Regions from separate parts of the Mus musculus genome. Here region 2 is linked to region 1. Evidence: chromatin contacts called from public promoter capture Hi-C data. All regions are on one chromosome and are shown on one strand. Each heading gives the region's core, a stretch centred on a gene start, on an enhancer-like site or on the middle of the called end of the contact. The rest is flanking DNA. Distances are from core to core; before and after follow the strand shown.

The links. Promoter capture Hi-C pulls out the DNA fragments that hold promoters and counts their contacts.
Region 2: a contact with region 1 is called in a promoter capture Hi-C map of neutrophils, with 6 times the contacts expected there. The contact joins the enhancer-like site here to the promoter of Rdh12 in region 1. A contact is called at or near these places in 4 of 39 promoter capture datasets (3T3-L1-derived adipocytes, the C10 cell line, neutrophils and 1 more) and 1 of 115 datasets of contacts at active chromatin or transcription factors (large pre-B cells).

What each region holds. Positions count from the first base shown.
Region 1 is chr12:79,206,783-79,210,582 of GRCm38.p6, reverse strand. Rdh12 (retinol dehydrogenase 12) reads right to left here and starts at 1,670. Exons shown (of 7, transcript NM_030017.4): 1 at 1,475-1,670. The coding sequence starts at 1,542.
Region 2 is chr12:80,228,205-80,232,316 of GRCm38.p6, reverse strand. All of the region lies in intron 1 of Actn1 (actinin, alpha 1), which reads left to right. Among named protein-coding and RNA genes, the nearest start is that of Actn1, 30 kb to the left of the region's middle. Within about 2 kb of position 2,101, at least 219 of the 459 cell types and tissues checked have an H3K27ac peak or open chromatin away from gene starts, as enhancers often do. A contact at or near this core is called in 3T3-L1-derived adipocytes and neutrophils, where this site is marked.

The DNA of each region.
Region 1 (3,800 bases), core at 421-2,920:
GAGCCAGGGCCAATGGAGACATTCCTTGTCAGATAAAAACGCTATCAGTCTAATCTCTAGACTTCCACGGGTCAGCTTCCTCCTCTGACCCACATTGGAATCACATGGGTGATACACATTAGAGGACTCAATGGTCCTGAGCCCTATGGCTCCAATAGTTACTATAGGAACTAGCAGATAGCATCTGGGTTGACACATTAACTACTTCCCTCTCAGTTGTCTTTTTTGTTTAGAGAGAGAGCATCCTGAGTGACTTTCTGGCACTTTATTATGGATTTTATTTAGGCCATTGGCACACAGAGAAAGCTTTCTTGTTGAAAACAAGACCAGAGAGTCTAGAATACTTCCTGAACATCACTGGATGGCAGACACTGAGCTAGACACTTTCTATACACTGTCTTTTCTTGATATTTTCTACATGCACTGTCTAGCCTAGGCTAGACTTTCTACACCCAATATTTAGACTAGGCTAGACACTTTTCTACACTCATGAGGTCTATCCCAGGCTTGATTTTCTATACATTTTCTGTCTAGGTTTAAACACTTTCTGCACCCAGTCTACCTCCATGCTAAATAGTTTCTGCACTCACTATCTTTCCACATTTTCCATACATATTATCTTTCCATATGCCATTTATATTAATTTCCCCTGCCATTTCAGTATTACTTCTATATTACAAAAACAAACACACACAAGCAAACAAAAAAAACCTCTGAAGCCCAAAGATGTTTAAGTCATTTCTAAGGGTGGCCGGGACCAAGTATGACACTTTGACACTCTGTCCTCAGTATGCCTATCTAACCTTCCTTTGGGGTGGGGGTGGGGTCAGGTCAGGGGGCAAAGGTTCAAGACAGGGTCTCTCTGTATAGCCCTGGCTGCCCTGGAACTCGCTCTGTAGATCAGTCTGTCCTCTAATTCAGAGTTCTTTCTGCTTCTGCTTCCTGAGTGCTCGGATTAAAGGCACGTACAACCACACCTGGCTCCTAACCTTTCTAATCATCAACAAAATTTAAAGCCCCCACATAGAATAGCCATTTCTTGGCACCTCCACAAATCCCCAGTGAATCATTTCCAAAACACTTCTTGAGAGAAGTATCAAGGGAAGAGAGTTTGCTTCCTTTCCAGAGTGCCTAAGACTTGACAAGGAGTCCCTTAACGATGAAGTCCCCATGACACTCACCTCATCTAGGGACAGAAAAGAAAAGGAAAGTGTCAGAGAAACCTAAAGGAATCAGAGGAAAGTGCCACAGGACTCATCTACTCCGCCTTCCTCCTTCCTCGGCATCCGAATTCAAATCAGCCCCACCTCCTCCCACCCAGGTGCTTCCTTCTCGTTTTCTGCAGAGGCATCCAGAACCCCTCCTTTCCTGTTTTTAATGTACTAATCTCGCCTCCGCCACCTTCCCTCCTTCTTCTTTTAGAAGTCAAAACCATCTTCGTAAAGTATCTTTGAGTTGCTGGATTAAAACAAACCTGATGGATGGAGCTGTCAGATACAAGATGGAGAGGAAGGACGTAAGCAGTACCAAGATAAACAGCATCTTGTCAACTTTCTTAGTTGCTGCTTCCCACCCTCAACCTAGCCCGAGGATCCTTCTCTGGCTCCAATTCCTGGCAGCTTCTGTTGGTTCTTGGTTCCTCTCACTCTGGGACACTCAGCAACTGGCTGGCTTAAGCAATGCCCAGAATCTTACTTAAATCCGAGAGCCGCCAGAGCACAGCCTCCTGGGAGTTGTAGTCCTAGAGGGGTGGGGCTTAAGGAAAGATTAGGGCTTCACCTTATATTGGCAGTGAGAATTTGGCAATACTGGAGTTCCTCCTCAACACGCTATTTTCAAGATAGAATATGTTACACATTATCAGCAGGCTTCAAAAAAGCCAGGCATAGTGACAACGTCTTATAATCAACGTATTTGGCAGGCTGAAGCAGATGATCACTTGAGTCTGTAGTTCAAGACTGGCCTAAACAACATAATAAACTGTGTCAAAACAAAACCAAACCAAAAAAAACAAAACAAAGAAAAAAGCAAGCATGCGAACAAACAAAAAAAAAATCCTCCAAGTCCTAATGATGCTTGAAATATGTGTGATTAAAAATGGAAGAGAGATAGTAAGAAGGATGGCTAAGTAGGTCAAAGCACTTTCCATGTGAGCTTGTTGGTATGTGTCCAATCCCCAGGATCCATGTAGAAGTCAGATGTGGCAGCTCAGGCCAGAAGAGTGGCTGCCGTCTGTAACCACAGTAGTCCTACTTCAAAATGGAAACTGGAGCTCAAAGGCCAGGTAGCCTCGAGGAAGTGGAACTGCAGGATCAAGAGGTAGGTACGCACAAACCTTGCTTCGAAGACAAAGTAAAAGGAGTGACCTGACTTTTGAAAACTTGTTCTCTAATCTCCATATGCATGTCCCTACAAACCCCAAAGTAAATTAACAGGGCAGGGAAAGTGGCTCAGCAGGTATCAGCAATAGCAAACAGGCACAGTGACCTGAGTTTGGTTCCCAGGTCCCACAGCCAACTCTCCAAGTGACACTGTGACCTCCACACATGCTGAAGCCTGTGCATTCCTGCACTCTCATGTATATATAACCAATTAAATAAGTAAAAGTTAAAAATAAATAAATGGAAGAAATAGGGAGTGGCTGAAGGTCCTGTGGGGCTGGCAATGTGCTGGTCTTTGATCTTCGTGCTAGTACACAGGTGTGCTTACTGTGAACAATCACTGAGTTGGGCGCTTTTGATTTGGGCATTTTGTGTGTGTTCTTTACATTACACTTCAGTGAAGTTGACACACCCAACGACATGTCAAGCAAGAGTAGAGTGTTTAAGTATTCTCGAGCTAGACTCAAATTCCTGACTCAAATCCCAGCTCAGCATCCTTCAAGCTTCAAGGTCCTGGGCAAGTTATTGAGTCTTTCTGCTGCCTCAGTTTACTTGATTATCCAATGGGAGTGATTATCAGTTGCAAGTCTCCACATGGCCACTCGGGCCACTCACCTCAGATGATTCTCAGGTCAGGTGGACTCAGGGGAGGACACAGCAGTGGGACAGCAGCTTTGTAAAACAGAGATGAGGGGCTACTCTCTGATTTGACCTTTGGTGGTGGTTTGTCAAGTGGAGTCACACAGCTGTGGCCGATGTCACCATGGTCTAGAACATTCTGTAAGAACAGAGCCTACAGAATAAGAGCAAGTGTGAAAACTGTAAATGCCTCTTCCTCTTCTTCCACTCCTCCGCTTCCCCCTCTTTTCATCTTCCAATGACATATCCTGGCATCCAGATGAGAAAAGTAGGAGCCTAGCATGGCCCCCAGTGGTTTCCCCAAAAGATCTTTTGTACAATAATGTGTCCATTTCTAGTCAGGAGCCGTTTGCTGCCACACTCAAAACTGTCCCAGAATGAAAGAATGTTTTTTTGTTTTTGGTGGTGGTGGTGGCAGTAGTGGGTTTTTGTTTGTTTGTGTTGGGTAGGGGAAAGGTTTGAGTCAGGGTCTTACCATATAGCCCTGGTTAGTCTGGTACTAGACCAGGCTGATGTCATATTCATAGAACTCAGCCTGCCTCTACCTCCCAAGTGTAGGATTAAAGGTATGTTATGCCATCAGACCTGCTTGTATCTTGTTTATTCAATAGTAAGTCTTTGTTTCTCTTTTTTCTTTTCATCTTTTTAAATTTTATTTTAAATTATGTATAGAGAAGATATACCCACGAATGCAGGTGTCCGCAGATGCCTTTGGATCTCTCTGGTACAGGAGTTATTTACAGTGGTGAGCCACCCAGTGTGGGTGCTGGGAGTTAAATC
Region 2 (4,112 bases), core at 852-3,351, 1.0 Mb before region 1:
ATCTGTGGGCTTCCTGGGCACTGTCCAGGCCTATGAACCACATGGCCCTGTCAGAGCTCAGGTATGTGTTTCTAATAAGTATCCCATGTCATTTTTTTTTTTTTTAAAGATAAAGCTACAGAATTTGGCAGAGGATAGTACTCCTTTAGTGTGAATATGGGATCAGTTAAGCTCAGCACACTCAGCTCCTTTACTCATAACTTTCCCTATCTCCAGTGCATGCCGGTGGAGCCTTCTCTCTTTGTGGCTCAGATCCTGAATTCTAGCTGTCCCCAAATGGGAATGAAGTATTCCCTCTGGACCCTGAGCCCCACCCCCCACTACTAAGAGTGAAAGAAAGGAGAGGGGATGTGGTTGCTTTCCATGTGGTCGGTCTTGCTGGGTCTGGAGCTGGTGGCCTATTAGACAAATCTCCAAGGCTACTTTAAAAGGGTACTGCAGTGTCTGCAGGGGAACCTGCCCTGATGGATGTCAGTCATCCTGGGGATTCTTGGGCATGTTTACCTGGCAGATAACCAACACTGCTCATGGATCCCTCACAGCCTGTGCTGTCCCCCTGCTTAGCAGAAACAGCTAACTGTCCTTCACTGACCTGCTCAGATCTGTTGTTTGGTTTCCTGTGGAGTAAGGGCTTTTTGACTCTGCATCCTGCCTTGCTTGGTTCCCTAAACCACCTTTGTGACTTCTGTTCCTCTAGTTCCTATTTAGTCAACTTCTGTCCTAGATGTCTCTGTCGTGGTAGTTCTGGCTTCCTTATGGCAACATGACGGGTTGGAGGGGGGTGGGGGAAGATTAAGTTGGTTCTGAACTTGCAGCTTCCTCACTACCGTGGGACTGGGGGTCAGACAGCAGCTGTGTTTGCTGGCACAGCCTCAAACTGCCTTTGTAGACAAGCCCTGCGAGGGCAGCTCAGGAGGTACAGTCTACCAGGATACCCCCTGATGGTGCACTGCGAGGGACTAGGGCTTGTGTTGGGGAGTTACAAGAAGAAATGCACACCCTGGCTGCCTCTGTGTCCAGGGAACTTCTCAGGGGAGACGAGAGCCACAGCACAGAAAAGGAATTGGAAACTTATTCTTCAGCTAATTTCCTGCTACTGCCTTGGACTCTGCGGCTGGTGGCCTCTTGGGTAGAAACAGCTTGGAAAATTCATTTATTCTTAACATTAGGTATGAACTCTTTGAAGTGTACAGACTTGTCACAGAGGGTCAGACATGCGTAAGACATGGTTCGAGAAGGTGGGAGTGACCAGATTACCCTGCACAATGAACCCATCACCCAGAAAAACCTCAGAAGGGCAGCAGATTCCAGTTGGCATGGAACAGACCTGCTCAGACCGCCCCACCACTGTGAGCTCAAGGTTGACTGAGATGTCTGTCATCCGCCCTCTTTCCTAGACCCTAGGACCTAAGTCCAAGAAGACTAATAACTCTTCTTGCTGTGTCCAGAGCCTTTTGGGACAGAGCTGATGGGCAGGCTCGGCTCCTTCTGCAAAACCCCTGCTAGGGCAGCCTTCCCATGCCCAGGTTGTCCTGTTTGTCCCTTTATGCTGGTCGCCCCTGTTAGGCACTCAGGAGGCCACCATGCTCAGCGTTGGGAGGACTTTGACATCTTGTTTAGGTGGGGATATTATTAAGAGTGTGCAAGGGTGAGAACCGGAGGCTCTGGCTCTTTAAGGCTGGACCTTCTAGTGAATTTTGGCAGAGGCCATACTGAGTGTTTAATTTTAGGGCCAGAGAGGGGGCTGGGGAAAAGTCCCGAAGCATCTGGTTTGTGTTAAGCCCTTCCTTTAGAAAAAAAAAGGCTGTGTTTATGGTTAAAATCCGGCAGAGATGGGTGGGGGTGGGGAGCTGGGGGGTGGGTGTTGAAAGGGATACCGTTATCCAGCACCAGGCTTTGCAGCTAAAAGACAAAGCACATAGCCACTGTCTTGTCCCCTGACCCCATCTCAGCCAGCTGGTTCCAACTCTGAGAAAACGGCCATACTATTTTCATCTCTGCCATTAAAGCAGGATGTTTGCCTTCAGACAGCCTCCAGCAGCTGGACTTTGCCAGGCTGAAGCTGTGTCCCTCGTGCCTCAGCACTCCCTGGAGTTGGCTGCCTGTCAGCTCATTTGTCTGCAGTCTGCCGTCTGCCGGCCCTGGGCGGGTCAGCCACTATTAGGTCGAAGCAGGGGCCACAGGAAGCTGCAGGGTGGCTCCAGCAGGCCTTCCTCCTGTGATTCCCTATGTGGACTGTCAGAGGGCCCCCAAAGTCCGTCCCCTCTGCCAGTAGAAAAATAGAGGGCCGGACAAATGACCGAGCTCTTCCAAAGTCTCACAGCAAGCTAGTGTCAAACTCAGGATTCAAACCAGACTCTGGACTCCAATGTCCTTTATGCTCCCTGTAGCTCTACTGGGCTCTCTTTTGCTTTGTTGTTCAAATTACCTACTTGACTCTCAGCCTTCCAGGCGCCCAAGCACAGGCTCTGGGGACAAGAGATAGGGTCTTAAAGGGTCTCCAGGGTCTTAAAGGTCCATGGAGAAGTTTCACCAGGCTGTGTCCATCTCAGAGGCTGTCCTCCAACAGTAGCCTGTGGGAGCTATTGAGTGAGTGATGAGATTGCCTGACTTGGGGGTGGGGGTGGGGTGGGGGGGGGTGATACAGGTGTTCCAGTTGGAACCCGTGCTTCTGGAGGGGTGCCAGGCATGAGTCTGTACTAAAGCTTGCCTGGTTCCAAAGCCACATCCTGTGTTCTCCTGTCTTTTCTCAGCCCCAGATTAATCACCCAGCTCCTCCAGAGACCTAGAAGCTCAGAGCTGCCTCTGTCCCATCCCTTTAAGTTACCGATGAGGAGACTGAGACCATCAGAGCAGCCAAAACAGAGTGAGTTCAGACCTTGCTGATGTCTCTTCCAGTGTTAGGAGCTGAGTGTAGGACGCTGGGACTGAGGTAGAGAGGGAAGGCTGTGTCCTGTCCTTTTGACTTCCTGTCCTGGAGGATGGTGTGTGGGGTGTGATATCTCCAGTGCAAGTGGAGTGAAGTGGAATTTAGGCCTCCAGGATTAAGTTGAATCATTCTCTTGTGTCTTCCTAAAAGGGAAAAAAAGGCAGACTGGAGTGGCTCACTTCCTTCTTGAGAAACTGGAGCCTGAGTCACCCTGGAGTCAGGACCTGGAGAGGGGCCCCCAGTTTGCTTCTCTTCTGGCTATGGGAGAGGAACTTCCCTTCTGCCCGTCTGTTAGAGCAGAGGGCAAGGCAGGGCCTGAGGCGGTGTAGCTGTCCCTAACTCCCCCTGTCTTGGGAGGTCTTAGTCCATTTTTTTGGAGCTGGCGGGGAGGAAGAGGTCATGTGTTGGTCTAACTCAGGGTTCTGAAGTATACTCATTTGAAATGGTTTTGGTACCTCGTAGAAGTGGACCTGTTTTTTGTTTGCCCTTTTCTGATTGGTTTGCTTCACTTCAGGCTTGTCCCAGTAGAATCCTGTGTCAGAATTAACTTTTTAGGGCTGGATAATACTCCATTGTGTGTTTTAATACATTCTCCTTATCTGTTCACGTGTTCACAGATGTTTGGGTTATTTCCGTATCTTGGCTACGGTGAATAATGTTGCTAGGAAGTTGGGTGGAGAGTTGGGTCTTGGCATCTCCCTGTGTGTGCCCATGGCATGAGGTCCTTTGTGCCCACAGGTGGAGTTGGCAAGTCAACAGAAGGCCTTAGACACTCCATTCTCTTCTCCCCCTGACTGGGCGTATCACGGTAGCTGTCCTGTAAAGGCCAGTGGGCTGGCCAGCTGGGTCCCCAAGGACACATCATGTCTAGCTTGGCCGCCACACAGTTCTGGGGAAGACTGAAACTATATAGATAACTTGAAGTTTCAGTATCTTCTGTTGAGAGAAGAGTTCTTGGGGACCAGGTCCCCACCCTCTGCCTGCCTTCCCCTCTTCTTTAGCCTTAGACTTGAGAAAGGGGCTCACACCCTCCTGGGCACCCCAGGGATTAGTGGGGACAACCCCTCCCCCAGTTTGCTGCTGTCCCCACTTCCTTCCATTCACTTTATCCCCGGCTTTTCCTCTCTCAAGGTTAGCCATATGACACATTTTTGGCCAGTGAGTTAGATACACTAATGCAAAA